Linked DNA regions of Mus musculus: regions 2, 3, 4, 5 and 6 are each linked to region 1. Evidence: chromatin contacts called from public ChIA-PET and HiChIP or PLAC-seq data. All regions are on one chromosome and are shown on one strand. Each heading gives the region's core, a stretch centred on a gene start, on an enhancer-like site or on the middle of the called end of the contact. The rest is flanking DNA. Distances are from core to core; before and after follow the strand shown.

Region 1 (3,893 bases), core at 578-3,077:
AAGGCAGAAAGAACCAGAACTTTGTTCATTCCCATTGTGGAAGAAAAAAAAAAAAAACAACTTGATAACAGGAGCTATTAATAGGCCATGACATAGCCAGTGACCTTGCCAATGGAGTCTGCATTAGTCAGAGTGCCTTGTTGAGATGTAGACCCTGTCTGGTCCCTGAACTTCACAGAGATGGGAGAAAACTGGCAAAGATCCAGAGCTCAACCAACTTGATGGACAATGGAAGAATTCCAGGAAAAAAAAAAAAAAATCAAAGGAATCCGGCAAGTTCATTTTGGAAAAAAAACAAAACAAAACTCAAAAACAAAAACACCCCCCCCCCCATTGTTTTGGCTCTAAGGCTGAGCAGGAGGGAATAGGGGGTGGAGGTGCGGTGTGGGAGTGTGGAAGTGTGGGGGTGTCTCTGTGAGGCTTCTTCAGTCTCACAGAGGCTGAAGGACGGTTAGTTAGATGTTCGGATCTGAAGGGCCCCTGCCTCTGGAATACTTGAGAAGCTGCCCATTTTTACTTCTCAGGGTAAGTCAGATAGATATACACTCACTCCTGGCTTCCAGGGCTCCGCCTCCGGCCGGAGACAGCTATTCCTCCCCGCCCCCACCCCCTCTGGCAGCTCCCTGATGATGGGCGGGTCTAAGGAAAAAGCTCCCCAGGTTGTCCGGGCAGGCCTTCTCCTTCCAGTCCTCGCATGTTCAGTCCGTCGCGCATATACAGCCAGCCAGGCTGGCATCTGTTACGTCATCTATTCCTGTCATTCCAGCCTTGCCAGGGTTTATGGGCACGAGACTGAGAAGGTGGGCGGGGGAAGTAGAAACAACTAAAAGGAGGCCCTCTATTGTTGACGTGGAAAGTGGGAGTGACCTAGGAGAGCCAAAGAACACTCTAGTTGCGTTCCTACAAGATAAGAAGTGCTTTGTATGACATTCTTTTGAAATATCAAAGCAACCTTGGGAGTAAGTTTTGACAGCTGTAAAACTGAGATTAAGACAAGTCATTTGTCCAGGCTTACTCTGCCAATAAAGATGTACATACACTATATGTACCTAGCAATAAAGTCTGTGCCCTTCTTTTCAGAGCTTCCAGACATGAAAGTTGCAGAAATGAGGCTCCCTACCTAAAGCTACACGTATTAACCTCAGACAGAAGCTCAAAGCTCCTCACGTTAGTAAGGTCTCGTCCTATGACATAAATCCTATTTTATACCTGATGTAGGGAGGAGATCCAGGAGTGGCCAGACCTACACCAGCAAGGATTAAGCATAAAGACTAGGTGGGCCAAAGATGCCCACAGGCTCCTGTCTCTACCCTGAACACATGTACCCAACTAAAGTCCTGAAAAATGTAATCCCGGGAGTGAATGGGGCTCCTTCGGGGCAAAGGGTAGTGTTTCTCGGCTTCTGGAGATAATCCGGGGCCCAGGCAGCGACGGTTAGGAAAAAACCAAACCAAAACAACCTCTGCATTTAGGGTCAGGCTATCTTAGCAGGGCCTTAATGCAGGTTACTTAAAACTCTTAAGTCTTCGACTACAAGATGGGACATGGACAAACCGCTTGTGCAACACGTGAAGGGCGCAGATGCAAAAGCTACAATTGTTAACGCACCAAAGAGACAGCATCTGATCTCACTATTGCGTCAGGGTGGGACGTTCTGCGGGGTGCCAAAGCTCGCGGTGGGATCAAAAGCTAGACCAGGGAAAAGCCTACAACTCCCAGGAGGCGCCGGGCGGGCCGGTGAGGAGGCAGCCTAGAAACTACACTTCCCAAGAGGCACAACGTGATAGGCGCGTGGTAGTGACGTCACCGCCCCGGCTCGGGGAGCTGATTCGGCCAGAGCTGCCAGCGGGGTAGCCACCGCCGCTGGTTTGTTACAGCTGCTGGAGCGGCCGCGGCCCGGGTTCTCGGGCTCTCTCCCGGGCCCTCGACCTCCAACCCCGCGCGGTGAGTCCAGACGGGTGGCATCGGAGTGGTGAAGCCCGAAGGCTCCACGGGTTGGAGAGCCGGGAGAGAAGGCTGCTGCTGGGGAGGCGTCCGCGCAGGAGGAGACCTGAGCTGGGTGGCTGGGGGTGGAGAGTGCGTGCATCAGGCGAAGGAGTGCCAAAAGAGGAAAGTGGGAGCAGGGGGCCGGGGGTGATAATCCGGGAGGAGCGCTGCAGCTGGGGGTGGGAGGCGGGGAACGGCTGGACTTAAGGGATAAAGGTTTGGCTGCCTCCAGGGTTGAGTGAATGCGTGGAGATGGGGGTTGGGCCCCGAACCCGGCCAGACTGCTAGTGCGAGGTACCAGGCTGCAGAGCAGAAGCGGGAGGCCCCGTGGAAGGAGTTCTCATACACATACTCCCAAGATATCGAGGACACCGTTCCCTCGCTCCTGACTCGTGGAGGCTTGCTTTTTTTTCCACACCCACTTTCCTGAGTCCAGGAGTCGGGCTGGCGAGGACAACCGTGGTTCTGCAGATTGAGGGTGGGCCGAGTGGAAGCGACATTGTGTGTTGCATGAACTCCCTCTTGGGATCCCTTGGGAACAGGTTTGCTGTATAAAGGGCAAGTCTTAAACTGGGGAGGGATTTGGGAAGTGCTTACCGGATGGTTAACGCCGCGGGGAGGGGGGGAAGGCGGGAGGGAGGAGATGGGGGTGGTAATCTGGTCTTGGCATGAGTGTCTGACAGACTGGCTTGGGCCTGCATGGAAAAGAGGCAAAGAGCTATACCATAGCCAAAAGTTTAAAAAAAAAAAAAGTGGTTAACAGGACGGAGTTGCTTCAGGCTCTGATTTGAGGCAGATTATGAAATCACACCAGCTACCTGCCAGTTGTGGTAGCAGTTTTCAGTCTGGTCACCCCAGACCTTTCTGCCCCTGCCAGTCTCCTATTTCTTCACTTCTGGGAGAAAGGTCAGTTGTGTCCTAATGGAAATACACAAAGCCACAGGAAAGTCTCAGGAGTACTTTTGGGAGGATGGTGAAAGAGGGTGCAGCAGTCTCCTGAAGTTCCTAACCTGCTTTAAAAGACAACTAGCACTTAGGCTTTAGGAAGACAGTTCCCGTGGGGTCACCTAGGCTCTCTTAGATGCCCTGTTAGAGCCAGAAAGGAGTGGAGGGTCTTGCAGTCCTGGGATCCAGCCAGAGGTTTGGCACTACTGAACCGCAGTGTGAGGGAGTTGTGTCTATAGCTGTGCCACTGTAGGGCTGTGTAATGGAGAAGGACAGCAGTTTCTGCCGAGACTTGGGAAACTTTTCCTCACCTTAATGATCTTTCAGAGACTTTAGCTCTCAGTCCCTGCCCTCCCATGGAGGCTGTTACATAGTAGATGTCCCAGGGGTGGGCTCTGTTAAGGGCCCTAAGGCCTGAGGAAGGTAAACAACTGGTGTTCTAGTTCCTTGGGTTTCTGTTGGGACCAGTTATCTGTCTTAATGAGCCAGGAGTTTGGTCCCTGGCGTATGTCCACCTGCATGCACCCTAGGCCAACTCAGGGGTATGTTTGTTGGGAAACTGTTGTGGGTCCTATCTCCCGAGGTATTTGAGAAGAGGAAACTTGCTTCCATTATCCTTAAGTAATGAACTTATCTGAGTGAATGCTAGCTCCTGTGGAGGAGGCTTGGCCAGAATCCTAGCTGGGTGAGATAGCATCTGAGTCTGGGGGTGAGGTGACTACAGCAGGGTGAGGGAGCTGGGCTGGCACTTCCAGACTCTCTCCATTGTTCCTTCTTTCTGTGCACCTTGCTGTTAGCCTCAGTAATGTGTCTTTCCCAGGCTCGACACTAAAGTGGGAGAGGGTAAGCCAGTACATGGATGCCTCCCATTTCCACTTTCTGCTGGTCAGCAAGTGGGCCCTCAGGAATCTGGGGACAGCCATGCTCCCCTCTGGCCACTGTGGGCTACTACTGTTGTATTC
Region 2 (3,893 bases), core at 812-3,311, 820 kb after region 1:
AATTAAAAACAATTTTATGTGTATGGGGAGCTTTGCAATGTATGGCTGTACATCACTTGTGTGGCTAGAGAGGACAAACGAGGGTGTGCGACACTAGAACTGGAACCACAGATGGTGATGAGCCCCTACCTACGTACTAGAAATCAAACCAGAGTCTTCTGAAAGCAGCCGGTGTTCTTTTTTTGTTTTGTTTTTGCTTTTTTTTTTTTCAACACCTAGTATTTTATTCAGATAGCAGTCCTGTTACACATGGTCCAAGAACATTCAAATAAGAACTCAAATCAGAAGTTAAAGATTGGTCTTCAAACATCATAGCCAACAATGCCACGTTTGCCTATGATCTCTCCGATATAAAACCACATCCACACCTCAGTGGCCACCAAACCATTCAGCACAGCTTCCTTAACTCTAAGGTGTTTGAAGCTACCAGTTTTAGCACTTTGAATGATTTTTTTCACACTCTGAATAGCTGTAGGGATTTCAGCAGGGGTTGGGGGAACCAGCTCAACCTTGGTGTAGTGCCAAAATGTGGCCAATCGAGGCTTCGAGTAAGTCACGGCAGCGGCTACCATCGACGGTGCCTTCTCCGCGAAGTTACGGATGAACTTGGCCATGGTCTAAGGTGGAAGGTATGTCTCCCCGAACCACCGGCTGAATTTGTTTTGTTTTTCAAGACAGGGTTTCTCTGTGTAGCCCTGGGTGTCCTGGAACTTACTTTGTAGACCAAGCTGGCCTCAAACTCAGAAATCCACCTGCCTCTGCCTCCCGAGTGCTGGAATTAAAGGCATGTGCCACCACGACCAGCTCGGAGCCAGTGTTCTTAATGGCTGAGCCATCACTCCAGTTCTTTAATTCTAACAACTCAAAAATAAAAACACAAGGGCTGGCGAGATGGCTTGGTGGGTAAGACAACTGACTGCTCTTCAAAAGGTCCTGGTGGCCGGGGGTGGGTGTGGGGGGGTGGGTGGTGGCACACGCCTTTAATCCCAGCACTCAGGAGGCAGAGGCAGGCAGATTTCTGAGTTCGAGGCCAGCCTGGTCTACAGAGTGAGTTCCAGGACAGCCAGGGCTACACAGAGAAACCCTGTCTCTGAAAAACCAAAATAAAAAAGGTCCTGGTGACTCACAAACTCATCCATAATGAGAACTGATACCCTCTTCTGTTGTGTCTAAAGACAGCAACAATGTACTTATTTATATATAAATCTTTTCTTCTTCTTCTTCTTTTCTTTTCTTTCTTTCTTTCTTTCTTTCTTTTTTTTTTTTTTTTTTTTGAGACAAGGTTTCTCTGTGTAGCTCTGACTGTCCTTGGAACTCACTCTGTAGACCAGGCTGGCCTTGAACTCAGAAATCTGCCTGCCTCTGCCTCCCAAGTGCTGGGACCAAAGGCGTGTGCCACTACTGACAGGCCCATAAATAAATCTTAAAAAATAAAAATAAAGACACAAGCTGGCTATAGTTTAGCAAGTCTGTAATTCCAGCATTCTGGTGACAGAAGCAAGTGGTATAGATCTGAGTTCAAGGCCAGCCTGATCTACACTGTCCCCAGATAGCCAGGGTTTTACATAGAAAGACACTGTCTAGGAAACAAAAATAAATAAAATAATAAAAATAGGTATTTCCAGACCAGAATGATCTCAAACTTTGTGCCAGAGCTGGCCAGTTTCCATCTACCAAGCGTGGGAGATGACTGGGGGTGTGCCATGACATCTGGCTTTTGGGATTTTGTTTGATAGCATCTATTTCTATAAAACATGCCGGGAATGAGGGAGCTGGCCGAAAAGCTGGTTTGGAAACCCTGGTGTAGCGGTGAGATGGGGAGGCGGCCTAAGTTGGCAGATACTGAGGTCTTACACTGTCTCGCTTCTACGGCAGAGCCCTGATGCGTTGCCAAGGCAACAGAACCCGCCTATGGCTTTTCAACAGTTGGGGCCAGGGGCTTACGTGAGGCAACCAAAAAGAGGCCACCAAAACTGACGGAGGGTAGAAAGTACTTGCGACTCTAGGTTCACGTAGACTTAGCGCTCATACCAAACGTCATCGAGCCGAGACGCTGACGCAGTCATATGACACCACCCCGGAAGTGCGAGCTAGAGCGGGCGGGGAAAAGGGCAGCTGGTTCCTGTAGGGATTAGGTCCCGAGAGGCCGTCTCTGAACTGTTTCCCTAGGTTTCCTCTCTGCCTTCGCTGAATCTTTCAGGTCCACAGACTGAAGAACCGTCTCCACCATCATGGGAGGCGGAGACCTGGTAAGTGCTAGAGGCCTGGGCAGCGACGACTGAGCCCGAGACCCACAGGCGCCGGGGTGGGGTGAAAGTCGGGGGTAGCAGTCGGTAACCCTGGTAATGAAGTCTTGATTTCAGCACAAGGGGGTGATAAACATGGAGAGGGAGCGGATGGTGAAGCCCACAGAGGGACTGAGATGAGCCTCGGGAAGATGTGCGGCGAGGAATGTTTGCTGTTGTCAGGATTTGCTGATTCGGGGGCTTCCCGGGGGCTCCCAGGAAGTCTAAGGTTAGGGAAGGGACAGTTGAACTCATGGTATGGAAGGAGGTAGATCTTGGGCACGTAGACTTTATTTTGTGTATGTTATCTTCGGACATAGCCTCCCCTGCTCCCCCTTTTTTAGCTAGGAGTTCACAGTTGTATCCTGGACCTGGACTGTTGAAAGGGTGGGCTTCAGTCATTTCCCATCCTGAGCTGTGCCGTTTAGAGGCGTCCATTTCAAATCTTTTCCATCTTTGTTTCCTTCCTTACATCAGTGTTTTGCTTTGATGTGTAGTGAGGAGGCAGCTTTCTTCGGTATCGGTAACACTTTTTTTTTTTTTATGTTAAGTGGCAATTGCTCTTAAGTCCTGTAGTTCGTTTGTGGGGAAGGAATGCCTTAAATAAGGCAGAAATATCCAAGAAGCAGAGAGCTAGATTAGGACACTATTGATCTTCTCAAAGTGAAGGTAATTGAATCAATAAGTACATCAGTTTGGGTATCTGTCCACTAAGCTGAATTTGCCGGGTGTCCTTAATTGGATCAAGTTGCAGGGCTCCATCAAAGTTAGTCTAGTTTAGTATGTGCTTCATGTAACTGTCTATTATGGACAGTGCATTAGTTTACTTCTGTAATAAAACCAAGATCAAAAGCAACTGTCGGAGGAGAAGGCTTCTTGCATCTTACAGGTTATAGCCCATCATTAAGGCAGCTCAAGTTGTAACCCAGAGGCAGGAACTGAAGTAGAAACCATGGAGGGATGCTGCTTACTGGCTTGCTTCTCTTGCCTTACTCAGCTTCCCTTGTTTACACAGGTAGACCACCTACCTAGGGATGGCTCCACCCACAGTGGGCTGGGCCTTCCTCTCTCAGGTCATACTCAAGAACACACACTCACAGACATTCCCACAATCTGATGGAGGCAGTGCCTCAACTGAAGCTGACAACCCAGACTTGCCATCCTTGCCAGGAGACCTGTAATCTGGGTGATTCTGTTGCCTGTGTGGTGGAGTTGTCCTGTAACTTGTATATTCAGCAGCGTCTAGCCACAGGGTGCCCTTAGCACTCTCATGCAATGGTGACATCTGCAAATTTCTCCAGACCCTGGTTGCCATTGGTGCCTTGGGATGGAAAGGAAAATCTATGTAGGACAAAGTAAGGGCGAGTGTGTTTGTGGTGGTGGAGGTGGTGAAGGCAGTCCTGGTCAGTTTGAAGGCAGTCTGGGCTAAGTAGCAAGGCCCTGGTTGCGTGTATACGTACATGCACACACATTACACACACATCTGTGTTTTTGCTGACTGTGTGCTTTGCATCTGCAAGGCACTTTGTGTATTTAGTCTTCTTAGCTGGTCTCCCATTTTGCACCTCTCTGGTTGCCGGGAGGTTGGTAATAAATAATTAATTTATA
Region 3 (3,893 bases), core at 528-3,027, 700 kb after region 1:
TCCCAAGTAGTTGGAATGACAGGTTTGCACCCAAGCCTTCCTTCAGCTATTATTTCATCTGCTGTTTGAGTACAAGAATTAAGGTACAGGATAAGGAAGGCAGGGGGCAGGTAGTACTGAAGTATCTGTCCTAATTTAGTAAATGAGATACGAGACAGGTCATCTCAAGGTTACAGCACCACTTGGGGAAGTAAGTATGGCTACAGAAAAAGTCATGTAAAGTGGGTTTTTTTTTTTTTTTTTTTTTTTTTGCTTTTTGGGGGTAGGGTGGGGGTTTGAACCTGGGACCTCACATCTGCTAAGTACATACTAATGCTAATGCTCCCAACATCTAAGAGGTACAGATTTCCAAAAGAAACCTGGAGGAAGATTTAGAAGAGGGAAGTCAGGACTTTGAGGATGCTAGGGGTGGAAACTAGGCTCCAGTGTGTTCTAGGCAAGCATTCTACCGCTAGGCTACTCCAACCCAGGGAAGTCAGGGTATCTGTTATCTACTTTAACTGGTTGTTTGGTTTTCTTGTGTTTCTATGTGGATAGGTGTTTTTCCTGAATATATATGCCTATGTACCTGAGGAGTCTAGGAGGCCTGGACTACAAGAGACCCAGTCTCAAATAATATGTATCATTCTGTTATATCTTTAAGGCCTCCCAGACAGCCTGCCCCACTGCAGGCTTCCATCTGAATCAAGCCCTGCATACTGGATCATGATTTTTGTAATCCCAGCACTGTAACTGGCTCATGCAAGAGTCAGAGGTTTAGGCTAGCCTAGCACTACCCAACAAGACCTTGTCTCAAAGAAAAAGAGAAAAGAAAAAGACACAGAATCTGTAAATAAATGAGAATTTAATATTAAGGGCTTTGGGGGTGGGGTGGTTGAGCCAGATTCTCAAGTAGCTTAGGCTGGTTTAGCCTCCTGCCTCCATCGGGAAATGCCATCACACCAGGCATCTAACAACTTTTTAATGAAAAGCTCTTGTGACAGATCCTGTTGGCCCAGGGGAAGAGTGAATCGGAAACTGCCTTAAAACTGAGTGTAGGGATGGAGAGATGGCTCAGTGGTTAAGAGCACTGACTGCTCTTCCAGAGGTCCTGAGTTCAATTCCCAGCACCCACATGGTGGCTCATAACCATCTGTGATGAGAACTGATGCCCTCTTCTGGGTGTCTGAAGACAGCAAAAGTGGACTCCTAAACGTAAAGTAAATAAAATCTTTTTTTTAAAACCTGAGTGTAAAAAAACGTAGTGGAGCGTATAACTCCTCCAAGTTTGAGATCTCCATTTACAGCCTCCCCACTTACCCTACCATAAGAGCTCCCGTTTCTCCCGTTCAGCAACTTGGTGTCTAAAATGGAGGTAGCACGGGCTTTTAAGGGCCTCACTCCGAATAACATCCCTGAACAGGAGGGCACCATGGGAGCCTCTGCTTAGTATTCATGAGAGGGCGTGGCCTGCTTGGGGGCGTTTCCCGAGAAGGTTCTGGGTATTCATAAGGGAAAGACTGAAGAGCCGAGGTTTCTTTCTATTCGCGAGGGGGTGGGGCCTCCTCCCGTGCGTGGACTCCTGGGAGTGCTCCGAGCGATTCAAGAGAGGAGGCAAAAGAGCCGAGGATCCCGGCGTCTCATCCTTTCTTGAGAGGGTGAGGCTCCGCCCGCAGGGTTCCCGGGAGATCTCTGAATATTCATGAGGGGAGGGGCAGAGGAGGCGAGGCTGCTCGATATTCATGAGGGGGCGGAGCCTCCTCCCGCTGGGGCTCCTGGGAGAATTCTAAAATCTACTTGAGGCGACGGGGGCGCCCGAGAGCTGAGGACGCAGCTCCGGGGCGGAGCGGAGAGAGCGGAGCAGGATCCGCCCCCATTATCTGGCGGGAAAAGCCTGAGGAGATTTTTTTTTTTAATTTTTTATTTATTTTTATTTTTAAGTATTTGTGAAATCTGAGGATGGTGGGACGAGACGACTAAATCCCACTTTCCTGTGATACTGTAGCCGGAAAAACTGTCGAAATCTGTGGTAACAAGTGTTTTATATTCCCCAGTACTTCCGGTAGAAATAATTGCGTGTTTTTCAGCAGGTCCTATTTGATTTTTATGCGGGCCAGTTTCTGCTCTGGTTCCCTAGGTGACCTCTTTGGCGGTGTTTAGCGCTGGCAAAGGAACGTTAAGACAAAGCGCGGTGACTTGCTGGGGTATTTTTTCCCCTCCGGAAGAGGGTGTGGGGGCAGGGACGAGGTCGGCGCCCTTAGACCCGCCCCGTTCTCGGTGCGTGGGCGGGGCAGTGCTGCCTGTCACCGGCTCCTCGGAGGCCGAGGCAGGAGGCTCGAGAGTTCCACGCCCGCCGGGGAGCCACAAGGGAAAAACTGTATCCCATTGTCACAGGGCTTGTGCGCTTCGTACCTTCAGGCTAAGGGGAAAGCAGGAAGAGTTTGGTAGGAAATAGGTACTGTTTCCACAAAATCCTGCGCTCCTCCACCCCTAAAATAGGTCTGAGGGAGGAAAGGGAGACTTAAATGTTGGGGTTTTGTTTTCTTTTGTTTTGTTGGCTTTTTGTTTGTTTGTTAGTTTGTTTCCACTACAGTGTTTCTTTGTGAAACCACCCCAGCTGCTGTGGGACTTGCACTGTTAGACTCCCACAGACCAGGCTGACCTCGAACTCAGCCTTTGTCTCCCTTGTTGCTGGGACTATAGCTGTTCGCCAGTTGAGTCTAAGTTTTGAAATAACTGGGATCAGTTGGTTTTTGTTTTTTTTCTCTCAGAGATTTAAGTGAAAAATTATACATACACGTTATGTCTATACCCTTAATAGGTGATAAAGACCCCTGGGAGGAGGTTGTTTAGCCCCACACTAGTCTGACTAGGATGGAAGTTTCTGGAAGAAAAAGCAAATTTATGTTTTATTATAGTAAAAATACTTGAAAATTCTGTAGTAAGCATGGCAGTGGTGTTGCACGCCCTTAATCTCAACACTTGGTAGGCAGAGGCAGATGGATCTGTGTGACTGGATCTCTGTGAGGCCAGCCTGGTCTACTGAGTGAGTCCCAGGACAGCCAGCATTATTACACAGAGAAAATAAGGAAAAAAAAAAAGGTAAGAAAGAAAGAGAACAAAAGAAAAATTAAAATTAATAACAACCTTTTTAATTAAGTCAATCAGAATTCTTCCACTTGGAATTACATGAGGATATTAAAATACATATTCTTGTAGAAATACATGTATTGGCATTGAATTAAATTGTAATAAGATTACAAAATAGTATGAGTCCTTACTTTTTTGTCGAAAATGAATACATAAATACAATTTTCACAGTAATATAAACACCAAAATACATGAGTGAATTTAGTTTTCTTTCACTTAGCTGTGTTTTATAAAAATAAACATATTGTGTAAAGGTAGCCATTTTCACAATTACTAATCTGAAATTTCACTGAAATCTGAAGTAAAGCGCAACTATAGTCATTTGTTTGTTTGGTTTTTGAGACAGGATTTCTCTGGGTAGTCCTTGGTGTTCTGGAAATAGTTTTGTAGATCAGGCTAGCTTCAGACCCAGAGATCTGCCTGCCTCTGCCTCCCACCACCACCCTGCTTCACAATTTTTTGTTGTTGTTGTTTTGGGGTTTTTTATTTGTTGTTGTTGTTTTTGTTTTTCGAGACAGGGTTTCTCTGTATAGCCCTGGCTGTCCTGGAACTCACTTTGTAGTCCAGGCTAGCCTCGAACTCAGAAATGAGCCTGCCTCTACCTCCGGAGTGCTGGGATGAATGTTTTCAAATGTGTAACAATTTTGACTTGTTGTAAACTAAGATGTAACATAACAAGATAGATAAGTATCAATGTGGTTTTTAAGTTACTTTGTATAGAAAAAAAACAATATTTTTTTCAGCTATATTGTAACTCTTTGGTG
Region 4 (3,893 bases), core at 966-3,465, 590 kb after region 1:
GGATCATGTCTTCAATTCTGTGTTGTTCTAGCTCTGTCCACCAAGAGGAATGGGATGAAGGTGTGTGTCATATGTGCCTGGGTGGGTCTGTGGAGGCCAGAGGTGAGCTTCCAAGGGTTGGTTCTGTTTGTCTTTGCTTACCACAAGCATCCCAGTTAAAGGCTGCCAGGTGTTTCCCTTTCAAAGCAGAGGAGACATTGAAGCACGGGCACTGGTGAGAGATCTGGCTAAGACCGGGGCCTGAGTGAGGACCAGTGGATGTAAATACTGCTGAAGTAGGCACGCAGGGGCTGTTTATGGAGGCTCTCAAAGGCCACATAAGGAAGTTGCTTTGAACTCAGTGGGCAACAGAGAGCCAGCCAAAGCTGATGGAGTGGGGAGTCATGGACCCTGAACTGTCTTTAAGAAAGGTTGGGCCAGCCGTGGTGGTGCACTCTGAGTTCGAGGCCAGCCTGGTCTACAAAGTGAGTTCCAGGACAGCCAGGACTACACAGAGAAACCCTGTCTCGAAAAACAAAAACAAACAAACAACAACAACAACAACAAAAAAGAAAGGTTGGTAAGACATGAGGAGGAGGGAGGGCCCGAGCGCAGTAGAGGTAGAGGTGAATCCCCCCCGCTGGGGGTGCTGCCTTAGCAGAGGGCAGACAGCCATAGGGGCCCTAGGAGGATGCTCCAGTGTGATGTGATGACTACAGCCTCTTTCTTGGAGTCTGCCTTGAATTGTAGTGCTGGAGAAATATATCAAAGATTTCCAATTTTCTCAGGACCAAAGAGAAAATACGGAGTCTGGGACTCCAGCCAAAGGTCAACGTGCCTTTTTTCACTTCTCTTTAGATTTTTTTCTGGGTTTCTCCCAGGTTGTGAAATTCACAAACAACACATTGGTTTTTTTTCTCCCTCTTCCTGCTGGGGCTGCTACTTTCCTCGTGACCCACAAACCCACTGTTGGGTCTACCTGCTGCTGGAGCCTGTGAGGCCAGAAGGCCACTCAGAAGTTTGAGGCAGGAGGATTGCTGGAGTTCAGGAGTTTAAAGCCAGCCAGGGTGACAGATTATATATTTAGGTCCTCTGAAAATAACAAACAAATCAACAAATAAAAAGACTTTTCCCTCTGCTGAGAGAGACTGGCTGGTTTAGATTGTAAAAGACAATCTCACTATGTAGCCCAGGCTCGGTATTTATTGTTTCATTTCCTTTGGAATGGGGAAGGGGCATGGAACTCACTCTGTAGACCAGGCTGGCCTCAAACTCAGAGATCCACCTGCTTCTGTCTCCCAAATGCTGGGATTAAAGGTGTGTGCCACCATGCCCAGCAATCATGGTGATTTAAATTTTTTATTTTTATTACTTTTAATTATATATTGGTGTGTGCATTTGCATGTGGGTATTGCACAGAGTGCAGAAGCCAGAAGCAACAAGTTCCCTGGACCCAGAGTTAATAGAGAGTCCTTATCTGTCTATGGTGGCTGCTGGGAACAGAACTTGGTCCTCTGGAAGAGCAACACGTGCTCTTAACTGCTGAACCATCTCCTCAGACTGTGGCCTGCAGGTTGCATGCAATTGCATGTAGCTAAGGATAGCTGTGAATGCCATCTAACACAAAATGGGAAAAATTACAATACTATGTAATTAGGGGCTAGAGAGAGGGCTCAACAGTTAAAAGCACTTGCTGCTCTTTAAGAGGACCTGAGTTGGGTTTCCAGTATCCAAGCTAGGATCTGAGTACCTCGTCTGGCTTCCAAAGGTATACATGTATTTAAACATATGGCATGTGGTTCAGCGTGCGTGCACGTGAAAACACACACACACACACACACACACACACAAAATCTTAAAATGCTGGGCTTGGTGGCACACACCTTTAATCCCAGCACTCAGGAGGCAGAGGCAGGTGGATCTCTGATGTTGGAGTCCAGTCTGGTCTACAGAGAGTTCTAGGACTGTCAGGGCTACACAGAGAAACCCTGTCTCAAAAAACAAAAACAAACAAGCAAACAAAAAGTTTTAAAAAATTACTAGATTGGATTAGCAAAACATTTTGAGATTCTTTGTTGTTTGTTTTGTAACTGAGTTGCAGGGTTCTTCAGTCTGAACTTTGTAGATGAGGATGCTGTGTCTCAATGTGAGAAAGCTGGACCGCCCTTGGAGGGTTTCCCCCCAGCGGTGGCTTTTGGAGAGGAAGAGCAGACATTTTGCACATTGCTCACTCTACTCGCAACACTAAAGCAGATAGTTCCAACTTCAGTTTTCTCAGGGTAAAGAGGACTCTGGGATTTTCCTTGCACTTTCCTGCCCCTAGACAAATACCTAGTCTTCGTGGTGACGCCACTCAGACCCTCAGCACCGAGAAAGAGCCAGCGTCCGGTGGGATTCCCAGGTCTCGAGGGTGACGCTTGGGGTTCCGCACATTTGATAGGAGCAGCGGGTCTGGCCCTCCCCCAGGCAGGGCTTTGAAGATTTGGGGCCAGACTCTGGTCCTGGAGGCTGCTGAGCCCCGCCCGCCCCCAGCTCCGGGAGTGCCATGGGACAGCTGATAGCCAAGCTGATGCGAATCTTTGGGAGTCAGGGTAAGCGGCGCACCGGGCAGCCCAGTGACCTCTTTGATTCCGCTGTCTTCTGGGGCTCTTGGGATTTTGGAGTCGTCCGTGAAGACTGACTGGGAACCTTGCGCTGCTAGAGTTGGATTTGTGCACTCCCATACTCTCCATGGCCTCCTGCCTGCTCTCCTCCCACAAGCCCCCCGCCCCCCACCTTGACCCCGCGCTTCAGTGTGCCCAGTGCACAGGGGTGGGAGAGCCTTCTGCCTCTGACCCCACCACCCAGCTGAGCTGTGTGCGACCCTGAGGGCCCCCAAAGTCAATTTCCTGAGATTGTGATTTAGAGCCCAGTGTGCTTCGGACCCTTTAGACGATCGCTGTCTAGAAATGTAGACGGAGGTGGGGTAGGGGGTCAGGAGGGGTGCAGGGGTCCGGTCCGATGGCAAGTGAAACGGTACAGTCTTCGACAGAGGTCCCCCGGACCGCGTTTCTCTGAGCATCCTAGGAAATTGGGGGGGGGGGCGCACACAGAAAGCTGAGATACCGAGCTTTAGCTCGGAGATTGCCAAGGGATGTGTGGAGCCGGGAGAGAAGGCATCCATTCATCCAGACAAGAGCAGAGGGTGAGGAAGAGGCCAGGACGAGAAGCCTACTAGGGACACCCACGCCCGCAGTCGTCCGGGTTGGCTCTGACCTTGCCCTTCCCCTGGATGCCTCCAGAGCACAAAGTCATTATCGTGGGACTGGACAATGCAGGGAAGACCACCATTCTCTACCAGTTGTAAGTAACTACTGGGTGGATAGAGTGGGCTGGGCCTCACACTAGACTGATAGTCATTTGCACCAATCACCAGAGCCCTTCCCTGGGTTAGTGGGTAGTTGTAGACAAGAAGTGATGGGAAGACGCTGGTATGACCTTCCTGATTTAGTGGCTGCTGGCCTGGATTTGGATCCCGCCAGCAATGGGTGACTTCAGGTCCCACGGCCTCCCGCGATCTACCCTGCCAAACACATTTCAGTCCTGGCAGGTGTGGAATGCCAGGCGGTTTCTCGCCTCGCTGCTCTTGGCTCCCCCTGGCGGCAGGACCCTTATCTTCTCACCCTTGCCCCTTACACTTGGTTAACTTCGGTCTCCTACTTCAAACCCCAGCCAGGGCGGACCGGAGCTCTGCCAGACCAGGCCACACTCAGACAAACTCAGACCTTTCTCTCCCCATATCAACCACAGGACGTGGGCCTTGCCCAGTGCTTGGTCACCCAGAGCTGAGTTGTTCTGGGTTGGACTCAGCTGCTTTGGGAGTAGAGGGTCTGAGCTGAGAGTGAACTGGGCAACGACCTTAGGCCCTTCTCTTG
Region 5 (3,893 bases), core at 776-3,275, 570 kb before region 1:
GCACCCACACATCAGCTCACAAGGCCTGTAACTCCAGTTCCAGAGGATCTGACGCCGTCTTCTGACCTCCACGGGCTGTAGGCACACAGGTGGTACACAGAAAGGCACTCAGGCAAATGCTCATACACATAAAATAAAAATCAATGAATCGTTTTCAAAGGTGAATTTAGATATGAACTATAGCTAACTAGAGCTGTTGTCTTTTAAAAGAAAGGAAGGAAACACAGATGAATTCCTTTCTTTCAACCTTCCATTACCTGTCAGTATAACCTCATGGCCAATTCTCTCCAGAAGCTAGAGGGAAAGTCGTCCGGGAAATGTAGTCCCTGTATGCAGAGCAGAGCAAGGGTATCAAGTGAGTGCCTAAAGGGTTATGTTGTCATGGCAACTGTTTTAACTATTTATTTATCTTATGTATATGAGTACACTGTCACTCTCTTCAGACACACCAGAAGAGGGCATCGGGTCCCATTACAGATGGTTGTGAGCCAACGCGTGGTTGCTGGGGATTGAACTCAGGACCTCTGGAGGAGCAGTCAGTGCTCTTACCCACTGAGCCATCTCTCCAGCCCCCTGTTTTTAACTAGTTAATACAGAAGAAGGGCTAAGTCATTCTGAGCTCTGTGTCGGGTCCTGTCGCTCACTGAATTGTCTACAATCAGTGGCTAGAGATAAAAAAATTTACAGGTGTCTCTCCTGGAAATGGAACATTTAGATATTTGCTCTAGAACTCAATGGCCACCCACAGTCCCCACATGATCTCTATGCTTGTTTTAAACCCACTCCTTGGACTGGGGAGGTGGCTTAGTAGCTAACAGAGAATTGCCCCACAAACACGAGGAACTGAGTCCAAATCCCAGAACCCTCATAAGCAGCTTGGCAGTAGCATGAGCATTCGTCATCCTAGCAGTCCCCCAAGGAGATGGGAAGCAGAGACAAGAGACCACGCACCCAGAAGGCCAGCTCACCTTAGTATAGAATGGGGCACTCAATAAAGACGTGATACCTGCAACAGAATGGAAGTAGGCTGACACCTGACATTGTCTCTGATCTTCACACGTGCAATGGCATAAAATCCCCACATTCACGCATACGATCGCACACATACACGTGTGTACACACACCATACACACCACACAGGCACAACAATTAAAAATGCCAATAAATATATCAATCAGTTTCCCTGTGGGGGAAAATGGGTGTGGTCACAAAGAATAAAAAAAGTAAAATAAAAATAGGCCAGGCATGGTGGCATATGTCTTTAATACCAGCACTCGGGAGGCAGATGCAGGTAGATCTCCATGGGTTCGAGGCTAGCTAGGTCCACAGAACAAGTTCTAGGACAATCATGGCACTGACAAAAATAAAATAAAATAAAATAAAATAAAATAAAATAAAATAAATAAATAAATAAATAAATAAATAAATAAAATCTCTTCTTGGGGAACCAGTTTGGATAATGACTTAGACTTGATGTCCTCTCGGTTAGTAGAGAAAGCCGAGGGGCTCCAGGCACCCTCATATCTAGCATCTAGGTCCTGTGATGTTTAGCTTAAGTACTAAAAATAAACACTCAAACTTTCACTTCGTGGTTGTGTCACTGAAGCCTTGCTGGCCGGACCGTTCAACAGACCTCACCCTGGCTGCGCAGGTGTATGTCGGGGCTGCCTGGCGGCTGCTGGGACAATAGCCACTGATCAAGTTCATACTGAAAGGGAGACTTTTATTCAAAACCAAGAGAAGGATGCAAGTACACCTCTGACTCCCGAGCCTCAGCCTATCTCACCCCACAGCAGCCACCCAGGCGTGCTTGGCACTCACAGATGTAAGCAGCTCCTCCCTGAGTCTCTACAAGGCACTACTACCAGGGGCTTTCTGAAGGCAAACGACTCAGTGATTCAGGATCCTATGACAGCCGAATGTGGTTATCACATACCTTGTGGCCCAGGAAGACTCTGAGGGGTGGGACAGGAGTGGGAGGGGCTCTGGAACAACTTAAAAGGGGCTCTTACCACTTCCTCCCTGCCAGAGAGGGCTAGCTGGAGAGAGACAAGAACCAAAAGCACAGCCTTCCTGTGTGATTTCTACAGCCCCCAGAGCACCATGGACCCAGGTAAGTAAGCTTTCTCTTAAGAGAAGTCAAAACTTCTGACACAAAGCCAGACTCTAGGGCAATGAACATGCATGGGGGATAGGGGTCATGGGGGGGGGGGGGAGTTTCCAGAGCAATCAGGGCAGTTGGTGTGAACTGGTGGCTGCTTTCAGAGAATGCCATCCCGTTGGATGAGGCATTGGAGAGAGGATGTACCTGCTCTTTCAGACCCAGGGGAAGGAACAGCTGTGGATGCCAAGACAGACACAGGCATAAAGTTGGGTCCTCTCAAGCAGCAGGCAATGAACAGCCTGGTAGACTGACCTTGATGCCTGGATAGAACACGTTCTCAGCTGGTAGGGATGGGTGATGTTCTCTGGCACCTCTGGGGACTAAGAAAATTCTCTTTAGAGAGTTCAGGACACCCTGCTCCCACTCTGGGTCCCTCCTTTCTGTCCTGTTAAACCAGGATTTGAATCTCCTTGCTCACGAGAAGAGTGAAACTGATGGAAACTGTGCTGTGCATAGTGCAATACAAATACTAGCTGCCACCTCTGCCTCTTGTTGTCTCTGCCTGTCATCTGTCTGTCTGTCTCTGTCTGTCTTCCTCCCTCCCTTCCTCCCTCCTACACATCCCAGGTTTTGTGCCTCTTGCAGGTTAAAGGGTGAATGACTAACATAAAATTGAGTGGCCCAGGGGGCACTCCACGTAGAGAAACTGTAGCCAGCACAGCACAGCCCCTAAAACAAAGCCCACACACCACAGCCCTCTCTATAACAAGCTATTCTACCAGGCAAGCCTCAGTGTCTACTATAGCAAAGTGCCAAGGGGAGTCCAGCTCCAGACACCCCAGTTACACATCTTAAATCTCGGCTGCAGAGTCAGACTCGGCTGGGGCTGGAGGGGCCAAGTTCCTAGAGTTCCGCTCACCAGCCTCAAAGCCACAAGGGGTTGACTTTAAAAAGTGAAGGTTCCCTGGTGCTGTCCTCACACCCCCTCCAAGCCACACCACAGCCAGCAGCATCTTTATCTGTCTCTCCTGCCCAGCGTGCATTGCACCCTAGATCTAGATCCAGCTGTGGAAGGTATATAGTGGGGTCCACCTCTGCTGGCTATGAACTCATGGGAAGCAGGATTTTGTTCTTACACCTCTGCCTCTCAGATGTTTTGGGTGTAAGTAAAAAGTGTTGATGGGAGGGAGGGAGAGAGGGATGGAGGAATGGATGGATGGATGGATGGATGGATGGATGGATGGATGGATGGATGTGTGGATGGATGGATGGATAGAATCAGCCTCTCTAAGTATATTTTAGAAAGCAAATATCTATTCCAGCTTCTCCTCCCACCTGCCTGCTTTCTAAGCCTACACCTCAGGTATCTACCTCCACCAGCCATAGTCTCAGAGAACCCACACCATCCACCAAAGATCTTCTCCACCTTCCTAAAATGTGGCTCCCAGAATAGGGAAAGGTTCTAAATTTACAGCATTTGCCAATTTCCATGGTGTAAATTTTACCATCCCAATTGACCTTAGTCGGTCCCATTAAAGGTCTAAATGTTTTGACACAAAAAGGAGACAGACACCTGCCTTCCTTGGCACTTGGGACACTATAGAGTCTCTCCTGAACTAGGTTTGGGGATGCTAAATGCATGGCTTTGATACAGGGGGTGGGGCAAACTCTGGTCCTGGAAGAAGAGATAGTCTTGCTTTTTTACTCAACTTAAGAAGCACCCTAATAGCTAACTCTGAAATGCTGGTGTGAGGGGAAACTGCTTAAGAAGTTTTGCTCAAAACAGGCT
Region 6 (3,893 bases), core at 927-3,426, 530 kb after region 1:
TCGGGAGCTCTATTCCTGGACACAGGAGCCTGAGTAAGGCTCCAAGGGTAATCTTATCCTTGAGAGGATAGCCACTCTGCCCTTCAGGCCTCACATGGAGCTGGTCGCTTCCATCACCTGAGTCCTTGAGTGCCACCACCGACAGCAGAGGAGGCAGCACGCATGAGCCCAGACGTGTCTCCATCCACACATAGCATCCTTGATCAGGCCAAATCGGCTCAGGGCCAGAAGGGTGCTGAAAAACAGAAGGCCTGGGGAAATAAGTACGGGTTTATAGCCATGCATTAGAAGGTGCACCTTTAGGGGATGGAGAGATGGCTCAGTGGTTAAGAACACTGGTTGCTCTTCCAGAGGATCTGGGTTCAATTCCCAACACCCATGTGGCAGCTCACAACTGTCTGTAACTTCAGTTCCAGGGAATCTGACACTCTCACACCTACACATGTAGGCAAAACACTAATGCACATAAAATAAGAATAAAGATATTTTAGAAGAGGAAGAGGAATAAGAGGAAGCACCTTCAGACTGAGTGGGGAGAGAACACCAGGGCCTATGGGTGACCATATTTCAGGTGTTGCAGGATTTTAGAAGAGCCTAACTTAGAGAGGTTTGGAGACTTCCTGGATGATAATGGAAGTCCATTTCTGCTCAAGTCCAGACAGGAAAACTAAGGCTCATGGTTGCCTGATTTTCCATCCACAACGAAAAGCTGTCTGCCCTAGCCTTTTTTTCAGTTTGAGTTTTGTTTTATTTTTATTTTTTATTTTTTTGTTTTTGATTTTGGTTTTTTGTTTTTAGTTTTTAAGACAGGTTTCTCTGTGTAGCCCTGGCTGTCCTGGAACTCACTCTGTAGACCAGGCTGGCCTGGAACTCAGAAATCCACCTGCCTCTGCCTCCCAAGTGCTGGGATTAAAGGCGTGCACCACCACCGCCCGGCTATTTTTTCTTTTGAGATAGGATCTCACTATAATCTTAACTGGTCTGAACTTACTTTGTAGATGAGACTGGCCTGAAATTCACAGAGAGATATGGCTTCCTCTGGCTCTCGGTTGCTGGTATTATAGGCATGCACCACCATGCCTGGTTTGGCTTCACTTTTGACTCATTAAGGTGTCTTCAGTCTGTAACCTTAACATTAGGGAGACTGCAGCAGGAAGATGATGCGTTTGAAGCCAGCCTGGGCTACATAGTGCATTCCAGGCCAACCTGGGAGACATAGACAGACCCTGTCTCAAAAATAAAAAATGTAGACTGCTAGGATAGTTTTTTGTTGTTGTTGTTGTTTTGTTTGGTTTGGTTTTTTGAGACAGGATTTCTCTGTGTAGCCCTGGTTGTCCTGGAACTCACTCTGTAGACCAGGCTGGCCTTGAACTCAGAAATCCTCCTGCCTCTGCCTCCCAAGTGCTGGGATTAAAGGTGTGTGCCACCACGCCCCGGCACGCTAGGATAGTTTAAAATCATTCAAGTATAAGGGCCTGACTTTAATCTCCAGCCTCTATTTAAAAGGGCCAAATCCACAGCACTGGGAAAGTAGACAGGATTTCTGGGGCTCCACGGCCAGCCACTCTAGCCAAATTGGCTTACAATGAGAGACTCAGACTCAAATTTCTTGGTAGATGGCTCCTGAGGAATGGAACTGGAAGCTAACCTCTGCCAACCAAACTCACACGTGCGCTTCTCATACAGTCAGACATAAGAGCACGCGGATCATAAACACACACAAAACAGCCTGTTCTCTGCTTCAGGGAGCGTCTATAAGTCTAGTAGTGGTATGTATAATTTGATGAGATTCTAGAAAGGCATCAAGTTAATGGGGCGAGCGGGTCTTTTTCTCTGTCAAGGTGCGGCATCTTCCAATGTGCACTATCAGAACGCTGTAACTTTGATTTTCCTCTCGGCTATTCTGCGGCATCCTCGAATTATTTGCATTTCCAGACTCTAGTATCATTGTCCCAGCCCTCCTTCAATTTTGTCTCCCCACCTATCGGCCCCCATTTCGGGCTTTCCATTGTAAAACTACCCCTCCGCTTCTTTACCCTCCAAACCCCTCCCCATCTTGTCGAGCCCCCCAAGACTCCACCCAGCTGGCCCTCCTAGCCACCACCGCAGCCAATAGCTGAGAACCTTCATTTGCATAGCTGCGCGGGGGAGTGGCGGAGGGAAGGGGGAGGGACCAGGCGACCTCCTAAATCAAAGTTGGGAGGCTAGGACTGGGCGGAGGGGCCGCCGGGTGCAAGGCTGGGGCCGGCGCGGGGAGGGGGAGGGAGATGGGGGGCGGGCGCAGAGGACGGCGGAGCCGGCCGGACTCGGACAGCTCGGTCGTTCCCTGGCTTTGCACATCCGCGCATCCCTACTTCCCTCCTCCTCCCGCGGAGCGCAGCATCCTCTGCAGACCCTTGGTCCTCACACCCCGGGTCGTCCAGCTTCCGCGGCTCGGGGTAATTGCCTCCCTCTCCCCTGCCACACCGACAACTTTCTCCCCTGGTGCCTGGGGTTAGGGGGCTGCTTTGCCTGGGAGGGTTTCTCCTGGGGTCACTGAAGAGCTGCCCCTGGAGAAAGGCTTGAGAGTCCCAAAGAGACGCCCGCCACTCACAGCCTGACCCCAGCGGGCCTGCCGTCGGGTCTCCGCACCCTCTCTTCCTTTATACCCCAACCATGACCGAAATGAGCGAGAAGGAGAATGAACCGGATGACGCGGCCACCCATACCCCCCCAGGGACCGTCTCCACCCTCCAAGAAACCAAGGTAAGTCGTGGGGTGCGAGGCCTGGCCCCGCCCGGGCATCTCTGACTTGGAGCGCTGATCACAGTGGCTGGGTCCCTTTGGGGTTACGGAAGCTAAACCGGGCCCGCGTGATTCCTAAGGCTGCGCGCCGTGCCGGGGAAGGAGGAGAGGGTTCGCGACGAGGGGACCCAAGGAGCAGATCACACGAGCACGACCCGCCAGAACGCGCGAGGCGCCGACGCGCTCCGGCTCCCTCCTGGGCGGTTGTAACTCGGCTTTGTTGGAGGGAATCGGCGCAGCGGAGGCGCAGGGCGTGTGTGGCCGTGTGTAGCGGGTGTGGGCCGGTGTACGCGCGCGTGTGTGCGTGCGGGGCGCACCCTCCCGGGGCCGCCACATCGCTGTCTGCGGCTCCCCGGGGCCCCCTCTCTCCTGCCTCTGAATTCCTAGCCACAACCGTCTCCTCGGAGCGTGCAGACTCTCCGCTTCTCTTTGCTTCCCTACGTGCTCCTCTGTGTGTCTCCGGCGTCCCTCTCTGACCCACAGCAGCCTGGCACGCACCTCGCGGACCGGTTAGGCTGGGGGCCCGAAAGGCTGCGGCCCCGGGTGCGCAGCTTTCAAGCCGGCGCTGGGGGCTGCGGCAGCGCGGGCCGTCGGTGGCGGGCGGGGACCCGGAGTGTTGCGGTTCCAGAGCCAGAGGCAGCCCCACCCCCCGCTTGGAGAACCAGGAGAGGGGAGGAGAGAGGGCAGAATCAAAAGAAGAAGTCATCGTAATTAATGAATGTCATAATTAACCCTAATTATCTATGATTGTTACTCTTGCGGGAGTCACAATGAATAAATTATTCTCCTATGAAGGCAGGCGGAGCCCAGACTGCGGGCACTGAAAGAGGTGGGGGAGGCTGTCGCTTACATTCCACCTCCCACTCCTAATGAGTCTGCCCCCTCCCCAACTTCTAGATGTTCATGAAGTTCTGTGGGAAGCTATCTGAGCGCCGGGAAATGGGAAGAGAGGATACTGTGGGAGGGAGCCCTCTCCCTTCCCTAGACTTCAGGACAAGACTTCCTCCTTTCTCCCTTCCACCCTGGTGTTTGTTACCGTCCTGGTCCTGTGACCAAGCAATACGTGGTGAGAACCAGAAATGGGCGGTGTCTTGAGGCTCTCTGGGGTC

Evidence for each region. ChIA-PET counts read pairs in DNA pulled down with a chosen protein or histone mark. HiChIP or PLAC-seq counts read pairs in DNA pulled down with a chosen protein or histone mark.
Region 2: a contact with region 1 is called in an H3K4me3 HiChIP or PLAC-seq map of bone marrow-derived macrophages, with 5 times the contacts expected there. The contact joins the promoter of Cwc25 here to the promoter of Ormdl3 in region 1. A contact is called at or near these places in 4 of 39 promoter capture datasets (erythroid cells, hematopoietic stem and progenitor cells, maxillary cranial neural crest and 1 more), 1 of 484 Hi-C or Micro-C datasets (uterus) and 4 of 115 datasets of contacts at active chromatin or transcription factors (bone marrow-derived macrophages, extraembryonic endoderm stem cells, large pre-B cells and 1 more).
Region 3: a contact with region 1 is called in an H3K27ac HiChIP or PLAC-seq map of cardiomyocytes, with 3 times the contacts expected there. The contact joins the promoter of Fbxo47 here to the promoter of Ormdl3 in region 1. A contact is called at or near these places in 3 of 115 datasets of contacts at active chromatin or transcription factors (cardiomyocytes, large pre-B cells and pancreatic cancer cells).
Region 4: an RNA polymerase II ChIA-PET map of memory CD8 T cells shows a contact between it and region 1, with 13 read pairs. The contact joins the promoter of Arl5c here to the promoter of Ormdl3 in region 1. A contact is called at or near these places in 1 of 39 promoter capture datasets (liver) and 2 of 115 datasets of contacts at active chromatin or transcription factors (extraembryonic endoderm stem cells and memory CD8 T cells).
Region 5: an RNA polymerase II ChIA-PET map of memory CD8 T cells shows a contact between it and region 1, with 14 read pairs. The contact joins the promoter of Ccr7 here to the promoter of Ormdl3 in region 1. A contact is called at or near these places in 1 of 39 promoter capture datasets (embryonic stem cells), 2 of 115 datasets of contacts at active chromatin or transcription factors (memory CD8 T cells and pancreatic cancer cells) and 1 of 9 other capture datasets (adipose tissue).
Region 6: a contact with region 1 is called in an HNF4G HiChIP or PLAC-seq map of pancreatic cancer cells. The contact joins the promoter of Stac2 here to the promoter of Ormdl3 in region 1. A contact is called at or near these places in 2 of 115 datasets of contacts at active chromatin or transcription factors (extraembryonic endoderm stem cells and pancreatic cancer cells).

The regions. Positions count from the first base shown.
Region 1 is chr11:98,585,179-98,589,071 of GRCm38.p6, reverse strand. Ormdl3 (ORM1-like 3 (S. cerevisiae)) reads left to right here and starts at 1,827. Exons shown (of 4, transcript NM_025661.4): 1 at 1,827-1,944.
Region 2 is chr11:97,764,781-97,768,673 of GRCm38.p6, reverse strand. Cwc25 (CWC25 spliceosome-associated protein) reads left to right here and starts at 2,061. Exons shown (of 10, transcript NM_026186.4): 1 at 2,061-2,249. The coding sequence starts at 2,232. It also overlaps the pseudogene Atp5l2-ps.
Region 3 is chr11:97,882,038-97,885,930 of GRCm38.p6, reverse strand. It overlaps Fbxo47 (F-box protein 47), which reads left to right and starts at 1,777. Exons shown (of 11, transcript NM_001081435.1): 1 at 1,777-2,008.
Region 4 is chr11:97,994,495-97,998,387 of GRCm38.p6, reverse strand. Arl5c (ADP-ribosylation factor-like 5C) reads left to right here and starts at 2,215. Exons shown (of 6, transcript NM_207231.1): 1 at 2,215-2,570; 2 at 3,261-3,321. The coding sequence starts at 2,525.
Region 5 is chr11:99,153,209-99,157,101 of GRCm38.p6, reverse strand. It overlaps Ccr7 (chemokine (C-C motif) receptor 7), which reads left to right and starts at 2,025. Exons shown (of 3, transcript NM_007719.2): 1 at 2,025-2,113. The coding sequence starts at 2,104.
Region 6 is chr11:98,051,745-98,055,637 of GRCm38.p6, reverse strand. Stac2 (SH3 and cysteine rich domain 2) reads left to right here and starts at 2,176. Exons shown (of 11, transcript NM_146028.4): 1 at 2,176-2,745. The coding sequence starts at 2,656.